Regions from separate parts of the Capra hircus genome. Here region 2 is linked to region 1. Evidence: chromatin contacts called from public Hi-C data. All regions are on one chromosome and are shown on one strand. The core of a region is the stretch at or near the end of the contact, and the rest is flanking DNA. Distances in the headings are between cores, read along the strand shown. Region 1 holds the start of LOC108633841 (zymogen granule protein 16 homolog B-like). Region 2 overlaps FLYWCH1 (FLYWCH-type zinc finger-containing protein 1).

Evidence for each region. Hi-C and Micro-C count contacts between places; a contact is called where the count stands out from the background.
Region 2: a Hi-C map of blood shows a contact between it and region 1, with 4 times the contacts expected there. The contact joins the enhancer-like site here to the promoter of LOC108633841 in region 1. A contact is called at or near these places in 2 of 5 Hi-C or Micro-C datasets (both in blood).

The regions. Positions count from the first base shown.
Region 1 is chr25:2,119,313-2,127,126 of ARS1.2, reverse strand. LOC108633841 (zymogen granule protein 16 homolog B-like) reads left to right here and starts at 5,081. Exons shown (of 4, transcript XM_018039850.1): 1 at 5,081-5,179; 2 at 5,263-5,344; 3 at 5,571-5,676; 4 at 6,758-7,070. The coding sequence starts at 5,081. The coding sequence ends at 7,070.
Region 2 is chr25:2,231,463-2,239,276 of ARS1.2, reverse strand. FLYWCH1 (FLYWCH-type zinc finger-containing protein 1) reads right to left here. Exons shown (of 9, transcript XM_018040156.1): 2 at 1,312-1,743; 3 at 602-1,060. The coding sequence starts at 1,645. Among named protein-coding and RNA genes, the nearest start is that of FLYWCH1, 13 kb to the right of the region's middle. Within about 2 kb of position 3,371, at least 3 of the 5 cell types and tissues checked have an H3K27ac peak or open chromatin away from gene starts, as enhancers often do.

The sequences.
Region 1 (7,814 bases), core at 3,832-6,331:
CTTTTTCTGTGGGAGTAATGTTTTATCCAAATGGCCTTCATGTTTGTAAGATTTTTAGGTCATGAGAAGGTCCTCAGTACACTCCCCCCAAGTAAGTAAGAGAACCCATTCTCCACATTGTTCCTGACCCTGGGAACCTCCAATTTCATATCTTTTGAGAACTTATAGGTTAAAAATATATCCCACTTAAAAAAGAACAATCGTTTTTACTTTGTAAATTAATACAATCCTATTTAAAAAATGGAAGCGGTACGAAAAAGAACAGAAGAGAGAATAGAAAAATGTCCTAAATTCCATCGTCTGGAAGTAACCCTAGTTTTGTTTGAACATTGTTCCAGAAATCTGTTTGAAAAGGCAAGTTCAAGGACAGAAAGATGGAAGGAAAGATAAGCAGGTGGGGCAGCATGGAGACCTGCTTCTCCTAGACACTTCCAAACTCTAGAAAACAACACCTTATGTACAGAGTAATTTTCTAAGAATGCTGGACCCCAGCAATTCTAAGAGAGTTCCAGAAAAACATCTATTTCTGCTTTATTGACTATGTCAAAGCCTTTGACTGTGTGGATCACAATAAACTGTGGAAAATGCTGAAAGAGATGAACCACCTGACCTGCCTCTTGAGAAACCTGTATGCAGGTCAGGAAGCAACAGTTAGAACTGGACATGGAACAACAGACTGGTTCCAAACAGGAAAAGGAGGACGTCAAGGCTGTATATTGTCACTCTGCTTATTTAACTTATATGCAGAGTACATCAGGAGAAACGCTGGACTGGAAGAAACACAAGCTGGAATCAAGATTGCTGGGAGAAATAGCAATAACCTCAGATATGCAGATGACACCACCCTTATGGCAGAAAGTGAAGAGGAACTAAAGAACCTCTTGGTGAAAGTGAAAGAGGAGAGTGAAAAAGTTGGTTTAAAGCTCAACATTCAGAAAACTAAGATCATGGCATCCGGTCCCATCACTTCATGGCAAACAGAAGGGGAAATAGTGGAAACAGTGGCTGACTTTATTTTTCTGGGCTCCAAAATTACTGCAGATGGTGATTGCAGCCATGAAATGAAAAGACGCTTACTCCTCAGAAGGAAAGTTATGACCAACCTAGATAGCACATTCAAAAGCAGAGACATTACTTTGCCAACTAAGGTCGATCTAGTCAAGGCTAGGGTTTTCCCAGTGGTCATGTATGGATGTGAGAGTTGGACTGTGAAGAAGGCTGAGCGCCGAAGAATTGATGCTTTTGAACTGTGGTGTTGGAGAAGACTCTTGAGAGTCCCTTGGACTGCAAGGAGATCCAACCAGTCCATCCTAAAGGAGGTCAGTCCTGGGTGTTCATTGGAAGGACTGATGTTGAAGGTGAAACTCCAATACTTTGGCTACCTGATGCAAGGAGCTGACTCATTTGAAAAGACCCTGATGCTGGGAAAGATTGAGGGCAGGAGGAGAAGGGGACGACAGAGGATGAGATGGTTGGATGGCATCATTGACTCGATGGACATGGGTTTGGGTGGATTCCGGGAGTTGGTGATGGACAGGGAGGCCTGGCGCGCTGCGGTTCATGTGGTCATAAAGAGTTGGACACGACTGAGCAACCGAACTGAACTGAAGCTTCTCAAAGATATAAGCAGGGGCTTCCCTGATGGCCCAGTGGTTAAGAATCCACCTTGTAATGGGAATTACAGGGGACACCAGTTCGACTACAGGGGACACTGGTTCGATGCCTGGTCCGGGAAGACCTCATGCCAGGGAGCAACTAAGCCTGTGTGTCACAACTACTGAGCCCACGCACTGAAGCCTGCATGTCTAGAGCCTGTGCTCCACAATGAGAGAAGCCACCGCAACGAGAAGCCCATACTCGCAACTACAGAGTAGCCCCCACTTGTCGCAACTAGAGAAAGCCAACGCAAAACAAGGAAGACCTAGAACAGACAAAAGTTTAAAGTTGATTAAATTAAAAAAGAGAGGTAGGCAGATGGGCTTGCATTGATATGGGTCTAGGGGTTTGTAGGCAGAAATCAGTGGATCTGGGGTTCATGACAGGCTCTCAGAAAACCTCAGTCTGGTTAACTCCCTGCAGTGGGTTGGGCCAGAAAGCAAGCCCTCACCAAGAACTGAGTCCGTTGGAGCCTTGATCTTGGACTTCCAGCCTCCAAAACTGTGAGAAATAAACCTCTGTTGTTTGAGCCCCTCCCCCTGCCCCCGGTCTGCAGTATCGGTTACGGCAGCCCAGGCTGACTGATACACCAGGTGAAAAGCGCTTGTATCAGGGCAGCCTCGGGGAACTGAACCTGGAGATCTTGCCTCCGTCAACCTGACCCTTGGGTGGAGGTTATTTTATTTTCAGCACTTGCACTAATGGGACTTTAATTACATATAAGATTAGACAAAAACGTGTGGCCGGGCTACCTGGCATTCCATTAAAAGTATTGAGTTTCTCTGCAGAAAGCTGGAGAAAAATGTTTTGCTTAGAGCATTCAGTGAGATTTTTAAAGGAGTGAGTAAAGGCGGAGAATCGAGGGCTTCAGAAATGCACAGCCAAGTTGTCCTTTCGGAGGGGGCCACCTAGTGTGGCAACAGCCCCCCAAAGGCAAGCAAGGGAAAGTCGCTCAGTCATTTCCGACTCTGCAGCCCCAGGGACTGCAGCCCGCCGGGCTCCTCTGTCCATGGGATTCTCCAGGCAAGAATCCTGGAGTGGATAGCCATTTCCTTCTCCAAGGAATCTTCCCAAATCAGGGATGGAACCCAGGTCTCCTGCATTGCAGGCAGATTCTTTACCATCTGAGCCACCAGGGAAGCCCCACCAGGCACAAAGGCCAGCTTTGGACTTCTCCTGGGATTGGGACAGAATGCCCCTTCCCTTCTTGATCTCCCCACTACCCTGCACAGCAGGATCTTCCATCTGATTCCTGGGGCCTTGGACATCAGATGAGGCCGCCTGTGGGAGCCAGCACCCCCTGCCCTGCCTCGGGAGCCTGAGCCTGGGACGCAGGATCCAGCCTCCAAGCAAGCAAGGCAGGGGCTTCCTGCTGAGGGGCCGCAGGGAGGAGCCCACCAGCTCTGAGTGTGCTGGCGACCGAGGCCTCAATCGGCTGTCCTAAGGCTGCAGAGCACAGCAGGGAGGGAGGCAAGAGATGTCAGTCCTGACCTGCCCCTGACCCACATGCCAGTTGGCCCAGCGTTTGCCCCGGCTGGGAGAAGGGGACCCAGTTGTTCCGGGCTCCTGGCAGACTGAGATCCGGGGTACGCCCACAGAGGGGATTATGGTCTCAATGCTCCTAAACCCCCTTGTGCGCAACTCTGATCCCCAGGGACAAAGGGCCTGTGTTAAATCTCCCCAGTGGGCTCAGAGCCAGCACTGGGCCCGGGTGACCAAGAGGGCAGGGCTCCTCTGGGGACCGGGCTTCCAGCATAGGTGTGCATGGTGCACATGACTGCTCAGGGCAAGTGCAAACTCCTGGGTGTAGGGGTAGCTGGGCAAACGTTAGAAGGTGCATCCTGTGTTGCACACATGCATTCTGAAAGCACGTGTGTGCGTGTGTGTCCCTGATAACCATGCACTGCCCTCTAGGATAATGCGTTGCCCGTGCGCCCTTGAGGAAGTGCCCTCATCCCCTCCTTGTCCAATCTGGCAGCCAATACTTCCTCCAACCCCCACCCCAGGTACTGCATCCTGGAGTCTCGGCCAGACAAACCCTGCTTTTGGGCTCACACCCTGGAAGTCTGCAGTGAGAATGAAGCATCCTAACTGGCAGCATTAGCAGAAGCGCCTGGCGCTGGGCTGGGACAGGAACACAAGCCACTTTGTGCCTCCTCTGGGCCCCTTCCTCCAGCAGCTGTACCTGCCAGGGTTCTAGGCCTCCTGCGTCTCTGCCTCCCCAGGAGGATCCGGGGCCCTGGGAGGGCTTCTCTGCCCCCTGCAGCTAGCTGGCGCTACCCTTCCCCAGCCCAAAGGCATCACAGGGCTGGAGGCCTCTGGGGGTGTGTGTGGAGCTCTGGAGGTCAGGTGAAGACCTCATCTTTGCCACAGGAGTCAGGGGGCCTGAGCCCCAAGGAGCCTGTCCAGGTGGGCCAGTGCAGGCCCAGAAGGAGGAGCCAGATTCTGGACAAGGCTGCTCTCTGCTCCATGTGTGCCGAGTTGCTCGGTCGTGTCCGACTTTATGTGACCCCGTGGACTGTAGCCCACAAGGCTCCTCTCTCCATGGGATTCTCCAGGCAAGAATTCTGGAGTGGGTTGCCATGCCCTCCTCCAGCAGACCTTCTTGACTCAGGGATCGAAGCCCTGTCTGTATCTCCTGCATTGCAGGCGGGTTCTTTACCGCTGAGCCTGCAGGGAAACGCAAAAGGGTGGTAACACTTGTTTATTGGCAATGGCATTGACATTTCATGAACTTTTCAAATCTCACATTATTCTACTGAATTTTTACTAATCATTTAAAATGCAAAATGTATTCTTAGCTCACGGATTGTGTAAGAAGCGATGGCAGGCGGGACTTGGCCTGCAGATAGCAGTGTGCTGACCCCTGGCTCCGGGTCATGATGTAAGTAGGGAGGTGGCAGCTAGACAGGGCCTCCACCCGACACCAAGACCCCCGCACTACCATCCTGATGAAGCCGGAGTCCCCGGTTCCTGGCAGCCAGCTGTTCCCCAGTGAGGCTGTGCACATGCCAGGCCACTACCTGCCCCCCTTCTCCTTGTCATCGCTTGGGGGTTCTGGACCCTGACCCGGGTTCTGCATGAGGCAGGAGCCCTGGGCCCCACGAAGCTCTGCGGGCAGCTACCCTGAAGCACCCCTGTGAGGCTGACCCTGTTAGGCCAACTGGGAAGGGCTCTCAGGACACCTCCCCCACCTCTAATGTCAAGGTCAAGTGCAAGGGCCCAGAAGAGAGACCCAGAGGTGAGAGTAAAATACCTGTCATTGTCTCCTTGTATTTGTGTGGGCTGCGGGGCCAAGACAACCACAGAGCACGTCCGGGAGCCTCCCCCTGGATGGCTCTGGGGATTCCCCCAGGAAGACCCCCACCAGCTCCTTCCTGCCCCCTGCTGACCCCTGCCTCCTTCCTCCTGGAGGGGGGCCCACATGGCCCAGGAGGGTATAAAAGGTCCAGTGGCGGACATCCAGGTGCCAAAAGACTCCCAGCACCAGGACGGGACCACAGGACTCCGCAGGCCCAGTAAGGCCCCGCCCCCAGCCATGCTTAGGCCCATGAGGTCAGGGGAGGCCCCTCTCTGAGATGGGATGGCCTGTCCTCTTCTCCCCAGGAGCCCTTGACTCTCCAGCCGGAAGCCATGCTGCTGTGGCTGACCCTCGCCCTCCTGTGGAGCCCCACCAGCTGGGCAGGGAGTAAGTCTGGCTGGGGGTGCCCCCACCCTACCCCCCTGGAGGCCCCTCTCACTCCCCTCCCTCCTTCCAGGGCTGGGGTCTGGGCCAGCCCTTGTCACAGACAGACTCTGCTCTCAGTCCTGTCCCCTCGTCTGGAGGGGCTGTGTCCTCCTCTGGGCAGAAATAGCCAACATGTCACTGTGTGTTTATTTTTTCCTCTTCCCCACCTGGTTCTTTCATATAATAGAGACATTTGGGCCTGGAGGAGGTACCTATTTCTGTACCTCTAGAGACTTCCAAAACGATATCACTGGGATTCGAGTGTTCATAGGTCCTCAGGGCCTAATCAAGAGGTGAGTTGAGCAGGGCTTGGAGTCCCTCACTGCATCCCAGCCCCTGCCCCAGTCTCGGGAACCTGGGGAGGGGGCTGGTCCCTCCTCCCAGCACCCTCACTGGGGTGCTGATGTCTCCTGAGTCAGCTGGGGCCTTGGGGTCCTGGAGCCCCCAGCCAGCACCTTCTGTCTGGCCCTCTTCCTCTGCTCTTTCCTCCCCTGCACCCCAGCCCTCTCCCCTCCGCTCTCCTCCTGCAAGTCCGGCCTCTGCTTCCTGGGATGGCCGAAAGGGAGGGGTGCTTCTCCCCACTGTCTCCTTTCAACCCCAACTCAGCTCAACCAGAAATGGTCTCTCAGTCTGAGAATGCCTATGGGAAAGCAGAAGTTCTGCCCAGGTTAGGGTCAAAGAGAAAAGGAAGGAGGGTCAGAGTGGACCGCTGATTGAACACTAGAGGCGTAGACGCAGCAAGCCCAGGTCTTCCCCTAATGGTTAAGTTAAATGGGGGCTTTGCGCCAGGCCTGGGGTAGATATTTGCTCTGCATTTACGGGGCCCCAGGGAACTGGGGAGAAGGAATGGGCCAGAGCAGCAGGCACCATGGGGGCCAGAGTGTGGGCGGGGCCAGTGAGGAGGGGACACTGGGATGGACACTGAGGTGGGGGAAGGTCACGGAGACGGGTCACCTGCTCCTGAGGCCCCCACCTGGCCTAGTGCAGTGACTGGGACTACAAATACTGGGCCCGGGGTCAGCTCCCTGCTCTGAGCCGTGAGACCAGCTGCACCTCCTGAGGGTCCTGGTGACTGTGCACCTTGGGAAGCTCTCCTGATGGAAGATCTCAGTGACTGCTCCCCCAAATCAGTCCCACTTTGCAGATGAGCAAACTGAGGCCAGGAGAGGCTGGTCAAGAAGCCCCAAATCACAGAGCCTGAAAGTGTCAGCGCAGGGGTTGAGACCAGGAAGGCACCAAAGTCACGTGCTCAGGCACTTATTCTGCAGTGACAGGCTGTCCTTGCGGGTGACATTGGGGGATGAGCTGTTTAGAGGACTGGGGATTGGAGGGTCACCCATATCCTGGGTCTTCAAATCTCCCCTTTCCTCTCAGTATCCAGGTGAGATATGGCTCTTCCTGGAGTGAGAAATATGGAGCCCCAGGTGGGACCCCTCAGGAATTCATTCTGCTTCCGGAAGAACACATTACAGGAATCTACGGTGCCTATAAGAATTTCCTCCGCTACTTGGTCATATACACGGACCAAGGGAGGGTGTTCCCATTTGGGAAGGAAGATGGCAACACCTTTATTGACTTCCCTGATGACAGTGACAAAGTGCTCACCAGAGTCTGCGGCCACTACAGGCTTCTGGGCATTACCAGCATTGGCTTTGAATGGGGTTATCCTTCATACTTAAACAAATAGCACTTCAACCAAAGAGAAATGACCATTCCTAAGTTTCCAGGGCTGGGCCGTGGGTTACCCTGCCAAGGCCATCTGGTTGGTGGTGGGCACAAGGCGGCAGGGACCTGACTGCAGCCCTGAATCAGAATCCACCAATAAATCCAGCTTCTGCAGCGACAGTGGGTCCAGGGTGCTCCTTGGCCTGGGATGCGAACGAGCCTTCTGAGCTTGTGGGGATGAGGCCTCCAGGGCGGAGCTCACTGAGCAGAGCTGCAGGAGGAGGCAGGAGGGGGTCCGACACCCCAGGGCTGGGTGATTCCGACAGGATGCAGGGCCTGCCATGCAGCCCCCAGCCGCTCCCATAATCTCTGCGGATTCAGGGCTCCCAGAAGCCCCACCCCAGCTCTCTGCTGCAAGGCCATCCAGGGGCCCTGAGCTGTCCAGGCTCAATTCCAGGATTCTCTGAGTGTGCAGGGGCTTGGGGAAGCCGCTCAATCATTCATTCACCCATTCACTCACTCAGCATACATTTGCCAAGGCCTAGGCCACAGATGGATCCTTGGACACCAGAGAAATGAAGAGCCCAGTGATCAGCCAGGGGCTCCCCATGGGAAGTGGATACAGAAGCTGATGGAGGCAGCTGGCTGTTGCAACTGCATTGACAGTAACAGGTCTACTGCCCTGTGCTCAGGCACAAGCCCAGTGGAGGGTGTGCTTCAGGGAAGCCTTCCTGGAGGAGGCAACATCTGCGCTAAATATAAAGGC
Region 2 (7,814 bases), core at 2,122-4,621, 110 kb before region 1:
CTTCGCAGGTTAGGAGGCCCACGGCCTCAGGGACCAAGCCCACCTCCCTAGTGACTGCTAATAAAACCTCTGCAAAAACAAAACGAAAGCCAACAAACAGATGAAGAATGAAAACCTCTGCAAAGACTCCATCTAGCAGTGACTCAGCGACAGCACACGCTGGACTGGGGCTGGCATTTCCCACCCATCAGTGCCCAGGCCCCTCACAGAGAGACCACAGCCTATCTTGTGAACCTGCAGAACTTCACTAAGGCTGCCAGGCACGTGAGGTGGGGCCGGACCTTGAACCCGGGCCACGAAGCTGACGTCTCCCACTAGGCCCACCTCCCCAAACTTCAAAGGTTGCCAGCACTCCGTGGGGCCCACAAACCTCTGGTTTGTGCCTCAGGAAGCTCCAGGAGGACCTGGGCCGCCCGGTCCATGAGCACTGCTTCTACCCCCACGGGCTTAATGATTATTGGGACACCTTTATATTTTTAAAATCGTTTTTTGACTTTGAGTGTGTTAAGAAGCCACAAAGGACCCGGGTGTGTCTTTGGGCAGAGGAGAGGGGCATGGTTCCCGCCTGCTCAAGGGTAAGGCCAGGGTGGGGGGCACTTACTGCTCCCCAGCGTCGAGCGTTTCTTCGGGGGCAATCTCAGCAGCGCCAGGGCTCGGAGCCCCTCGTCCTCCTCGGGGGCCAGGTAGCTCAGCACCGGGCCTGGGGTCGGCTCTGGCTCCACAGGGCACAGCCACGGGCCCGCCCCCTCCAGGGGCTCCTCCACCCCACTGCCAGGGCCCTGGGAACCCGCCAAGCCCTCGGGCAGGGCCGGGCCGGGCCGCTTCTGTCTCTGGCGCCGGGCCTCCAGGCCCTCCTCGTCGGGTGGGTGGCAGTGGCCCCGCATGATCGTGGCCCGCGAGCCACGGGTGATGGCCCGGCCCCGACAGCCCAGCTCAGTGTGCTCGCGGCACTTCCAGTACACCTTGTCCCCCACGGCCTTCTCCTGCTTGTACAGGAAGGACTCCAGCACCAGCAGGCGGCCCCCAAACGGGGTCCTCAGGAACTCCAGGGGCTGGGTGACTGCAGAAGACAAGGCGGGGGGCAGGTCAGCTGACCTGGAGCAAGGCTTGCGGCCAGGGGTGTGGACGGGAACACGGGCTGGGGCGCCCAGGGACACTTTCCTGCCCTCGCCACACCAGCCTGGGACAAGGTCAGGGAGGCCCTGCTCAGAGCAGGGAAGGGATGGCCAAGGCCACCCTGCTGGAAAAGCCCAAGTCTGAGCACGCAGGGCCACAAAGTGGCTGGTTGGGGGCAGCTGGCTTGGAACTCACCAATGTTTGGCTTGCTGGGTTTCAGTGCCTGGGTCTGGGGCCTTGGCTGGACCACCGCACACTGTTCCTCTACTGGCAGGATCTGGGGAGTGCCGGCCAAGGTATCGGGGTCAGCCATCTCCAGGGTGAGGACGCAGTGCACTTCTTCAGGCTGGGTGTCCACTCCATCGCCGCTCTCAGTGGAGGCCGCCAGGAGGACCAGTTCAGAGAACTCCATGGGCTTCACGGGGGATTCGAGGACGACATCTGTGCCTGGCTCAGGGGGCTCAGGGGAGGGCTCCTGGCCTGCCTTCACACTCTCGCCCTCCTGCTCGCTGGGCTCGGGCAGGGGCATTTTGGGATGGGCGGCCGGGCCCCCAGGCCACGCTCAGGTCTCAGTAGGATTTGTCCTCCACCTCCCTGCAAGGAACCTGGCAGTCCAGGGGCTCTGTCCTAAGGGAGGAGACAAAATCCCATCAGCGGGGACATCCCTGGCAGTCCAGTGGATAAGACTCTGGGCTTCTAATGCAGGAGACATACGTTTGATCCCTGGTTGGGGAACTAAGATCTCACATGGGAAAAAAAATCCCATCAGTGGAGGGGCCCTTGGGCCAGGGTTCAAGAGGAATCTGGGCTGGAGGATAGGGCAGGTGGGGCTGCCCTGGGCCCCCCACGCCCGCTCCCACCTTGGGGAAGGACCTGAATGGAGCTGGAGAACCCGGGCCGGCATGTCTGCTGTCTTGGCAGCCTTGGGACCATCACCTTCCCCAGCCAAACCTCACTCCCCAACTGTAAAATGGGCCAGAAACAGGGCTCTCCAGGGGCTGCTGGGGTGACCAAGGTACTGACAGTTGTGAGCTACTAGGAATCCAGGCCCACAGTTGCTGAGCTCGGGGTCGAGTGCTTCCACGGGTTTGTCCCATTTAACCTTCACTCCATGTTATGGAAGTTGTTCTCATCGCCCCAGGTTACAGATGAGACCACGGAGGCACACGGCCATGGAGCATAGCTGCGGGTCCGGTCGAGCTGGCCCAAGGCCCGCCCCGCACTGCGCCTGGGCTACCTGGTCCAGGATGACGGGAGCCGGTCTCCCTGAGCAACGGGCATCGGGGAAAAGCACTTGGGGGATGTGAGCTCAGGTCACCGACCCTCCCAGAAGGCCCCTGCCCTTCACCCCGACACTCTGTCTGTGTCACCAGGAGCGGGGGCTGGGCCCCCAGGGCACTCTGCAGGCCCCAGAGGGGAGCCTGGCCCTGGGAGGCCGGACTCTGGATTCACAAACAGATCCAGTCCCCATCCCAGGCCAGAGGCCCGGGCCGCCCAGGGCTAGGGGATGCCAGGGCCCCACGAGGGCAGCGACTTCTGTCTGAGCTGGTGATGGCGCTGCCCCAGTTGAGTGGGGACAGGGCTGTGGAGGTGTCCAGAGGAGCCGTGGTCACTGAGGGCTCCCTGGCTGCTGGTCTGGAGAAACAGAAAGGATGGCTGGCAGGGGCAGGGTTGGCCTGGAAACCCCGGCCCTGGGGCATCGGTATGGGGGCGTTAGTGACTGCTTTATCTTCTCGGAGGATTGGGTGGGATGCATGTCTGGCCCTTTCCCACCTCTCAGTAACAGCCCAGAATCGGACCTCAGCCTTTCGGCTTCCCCATCTGTGAGCTGTCACCCCGGGTCCTCCATTCCTGCCGCGTGGCGTTTCCTGGTCTGGGGCCCACATGCAGCTCCCCAAGGTCTATCAGACCACGCGCGGCGCTCCTGAGTCCCCGAGGAGGCAGAGCCAAGGCCATCGAGGGCAGGAGCAAAGCCCTGTCCTGACGGGCGGGGACTCAAGGAAACCTAGGAAACTGGTAAGGGGACGCCTGACGGATTCCCCGGCCAGATCCTTCCTCTAGTGTCATCCTCCAACCCCCGCGGCCCCTGTGCGGCCCACCCCGCCCCTCAGGCGGGCGCGGCGGCCCTGGGGACCCGGGGACACGTGTGATGGCCGAGGCGGGGCAGCGGAGGCGCCTCCGCGCGCGCGCGGCCGCTCTGGAGGGAAAGGCTTCCTAGAGCAGCCCCGCCCCCTTTACCGCCCCGTCCCCGCGCGCTGATTGGCCCCGGCGCACGTCCGTCCGCCGGATGCCCGCCTCCGCGGCTTGAGCGCCGGGGGTTGAGGGGCTGAGGAACGCGGTATCGACCCAGCGTCCTTCCCACGACATGGCGAAAGACCGCAGGGAGCCAGCCCTCCCTTCCACAGGCCGTTCAGGCAGCTCAGGCCGCCAAAATGTTGCGGTCATTGCCCACCCAGCACACACATTCCTATGGGACCCTGCGCTCGGTCCGCAGTGGAGGCAGCAAGGACCCTGACCTCAGTCTCATGCGATCAGAGGCCAAAGCCTTCCGACACAGAACCCCCACATTCCGGTGGAACTTCACCCACAGTCACGGGCACCCCGAGGCAGTGTAATTCTCTCAACTGAAGCTTCTGTTTACAAAGCTTAAAATATACCCACTCCAGTATTCTTGCCTGGAGAATCCCCATGGACAAAAGGAGCCTGGCAGGCTGCAGGCCTTGGGGTTGCAAAGAATGATACATGACTGAGCGACTAAGCGTGTGCATGTACCTCAAAGGATATGGAACAAATTCCAGTGCAACAAAAGACCTCCAACTGTGACTGACCACAGGCTGTGGAAAGGCTTGGGTCCTTGCAACAGGCTGCAATTTAGATTTGATTGAGGGTTCCCATTCTCAGCCACTAAAGTGCCTTAAAGTGTAGACTGTTTAATGACCACAAACCCTCCCATAAAGTATGCAGGGCCCTCTGCAATGTGGTCTTGAACCTGAACTGGTCTCCAGCCTGGACTGGTCACTTGCTGTAGCCAATAGAGCATGGCAGAAGCTTGCTGTGGGGGGTCACCCTCTGAGACAGGGGCCCTGAGACTGCCAGGGAAGGAAGCTATATGAGGGGCTACACACAGGGGATGGAGGCACTGCCAGGTCTGGAGGGAGACCATTTCCACTGTCAAGTTCAGTGACCCTCCAGTTGTGTGTAACCACAAGAAAGAGCCAGGGAAAAGTGGCCCAGGCACCCCATGGAACCCTGATCAATAATAGACTACAGTTAGTTTAAGCCAGTAAGATCAGGGCTCATTTGTTATGCAGTAGTAACTGACACTCTTGGCAAGCAACTGAACATAGTCAGTTTTGACTTTTTGATAGATGGAATAATACTAATGGATATGGAATATCCAATATCAAAGTGCTTTTGAACTCTTGAACTCTAAGTGTCATCCAACACAAATTTTAAATCCCTCAGATGCTCACATTTGAAAGACTGGTAACTCAGTGAGAGGAACAAAATATTGAGTATAAAGGATATCAAATGAGAACTGTGCATTTTAAGCATCTGTAATATGAAATAAGCCAAACACAAAAGGACAAATGCTCTATGATTCCACTTACATGATGCAGCTAGTCAAATTCATAGAGACAGAAAGTCCAACAGCAGTTGACAGGGGCTGGTGGGGAGGAGGACTGGGGACTTGGTGTTTAATGGGGACCATTTTGGGCATCCCTGGTAAAGAACCCGCCTGCAGTGCAGGAGACACGGGAGAGGAGATGTGGGTTCAACAACCCACTCCAGCATCCTTGCCCAGAGAATCCCATGGACAGAGGAGCCTGGTGGGCTATGTCATAGTCAGACACGACTGCTCAGGCACTCATGGGGACTGTTTCAGTTTGGGAAGATGAAAAATTTCTGGAGATGGGCAGTGGTGATGATTGAACAACTATGTGACTGAACAACTAAGTGACACTGAACTGTCACTTAAAAGTGGTTAAAGTAGTAAATTTTTATGTTTATTTTACCACACATGCAAATAAAATTATTTTAAAAACCCCACAACTATAGCAAACTATACATAGTAACGCTCCATCTATCATACTGATGAATGAGGTTCTCCACACAATGCACATTTCTGATGAAAGTTATTCCTCTGTGATTCTGAATTTTACAATTTCTGTTTCACAGTTCATCCATTGAGGAGGAATGCTTCTTAAGCTCTAATGACTCATCACTGTCTGGATAAAGAGAGCATACAGATTTTATCCTGATTTGGAGGACGAAGTATCCAGTCCAGTTTCCTTGGTACCCCCACACCAGGGCCCTTTCTCCATCTGAATGATCTGCTTTCCCTGGTCCCCAAGCCTCTTTGCCTCCTCTGGGTCTCTGCATTTAGAGTTCTCCGGCCTTAGCTTCTCGTTGTTGTTCAGTCGTGTCCGACTCTTTGTGACCCTGTGGACTGCAGCACGCCAGGCTTCTCTATCCTTCATCATCTCCCAGATTTTGCTCAAACTCATGTCCTTTGAGTCAAAGATGCCTAAGCTTCTCATGTCTCCTAAATCCTAAAACAGAAGCTCACAAAACCCCTCCTTCCCTCAACAGTTAGACTTTCTGGAACAGTTCACACCCCTTCCTTCTCTGCCAGGCCATCTAGCACCTGCCCCCTGACTCTTCAGACCGCCATCTTCCTCTCTGGCCTGAGTGCAGCATCGGCACCTGCTGGGTTAATCCAAAATCCATGCTTCTCTCCCAAACACCTGGTCTGGCTTGTATGTGGTCTATCCATGCAATGGAATTTATTCAGCCTTAAAAATGAATGAGGGCTTGCCTATGGCTCAGTGGTTAAAAAAAAAAAAAAAAAAAAAAAAATCCACCTGCCAAGCAGAAGACACAGGTTCAATCCCTGGGTTGGGAAGATCCCCTGGAGAAGGAAATGGCAACCCACCTTGCCTGGAAAACCCCATGGACAGAGAAGCCTCATGGGCTAGAGTCCCTGGGGTCGCAGAAGAGTCAGACACGACTGAGCAACTAGACAACAGAACAAAAGGAATGAGGTTCTGATACATGTTACCATGTGTATGAGCCTTGAAGACAGTATGCTCAGCGAAAGATCCCAGACACTAAAGTTAGCACGTGGTATGAACCCATTTGCATGAGATGTCTACTAGGGACGGAAATTAGATTTGTGGTTGATGGGGGTCAGACAGGAAGGAGGGGGAGATTCAGGAGTGATGCTAAGGGTTTCTTCTTGAGGGAATGAAAATGTTATAAAGTTGACTGTGAATACACTAAAAACACTGAATTCTACACTTTAGATGGGGGAACTGTGTGCTATGCAAACCATATCTCAATAAAGTTGTTTAAAAAAAATCCTTATAGAGAATTCCCTGGACCAGGACTCAGTGCTTTCACGGTCATGGATTCAGGTTCACTCCCTGGTCTTGGAACTAAGAGCCTGAAAGCCAAGCAGTGCTGCCAAAAAACAAATCATTATAGGTATGACTCGAGTCCCCAGGGTCACTTTGATAAAAAACAGTCTTCACCATAAACAGGCTTCTCACTCTTGGGCTTGATTTCTTCACAAAAGTGGGCATGGACTATATATTAAGATATTTTGTAAGTTGTTAATATCATATTGTAAAAACTTTATTGAAAACACTTTTAAATGTTGAGAATGTAACACTGATAAATTACCCTCAATTCTGCCACTCAAATGCACTTGTTTCTATTCTTGTATTAGTGTCTTTAATATACGTTTAACTTTCTGTTGCACATACATGTGTTCAACATGTTTGTTGTTTTATTCCTCTTTATAGAGTGGGAGGCCCCCACCTGCAGACCAGATGGATCTCCCCTAAAGAACCAAAGTATTATGTTGTATAACCAGGCCCCGAACATGAACACAAATCCAAGTCCTCAGCGCAATACCAAAATAGAGCCACAAGAGGGTGATGTTGCTCCTTGAAAGTACAGCATCCTTGGTAGAATTAGATGTACCACAGGGGGCGCCAGTGATAAAGAACCCACCTGCCAATATGCCGGAGACAGACATGAAGAGATACCGGTTAAATTCCTGGGTGGGGAAGACCCCCTGGAGAAGGGCATGGCAACCCACTCCAGTATTCTTGCCTAGAGAATCCAAGGACAGAGGAGCCTGGCAGGCTACGGTCCATGGCGTCGAAAAGGGTCAGACGCAACTGAAGGGACTTAGCATGCACACAGTGTTTATAGAACTAGAATTTGGGAGTTTTTCCACGTTGGACAAATAATTCAGGAAGACGTCCCAAAAAAAGTTTGTATTTACAAAATATATTAGGTAGAAAGCGAAATCCAGTGAACAAATTCAGCAAAGATTACAATTTCTAAGCTGTTGTTGTTGTTTTAAAAAAAGACCAAAATACTCCTTGGATGGTGACACTGCCTCTAGACCTCAGTACACTTCATTTCTTCTGGCTCATCTCAAGTCTGGTCACATTTGTTATTTATTGACTAATTTATGTATCTGTGACTTAAAAAAAAAACTATCACTGGTAGGAAATACCTCACAACGTTAAAACTTGTAAGAAAAGCGATTAATTTTTTTCCATTAAATTTCTTCTGTTTTCTCAACTTTGTTTACAATGTGCGTGAGCTCTTTACAGTGGGGAAATATCACACACTTTAAAGATAAGCTGCACCTCCTTGCTTGGTAATTGTTTTCTTTAACT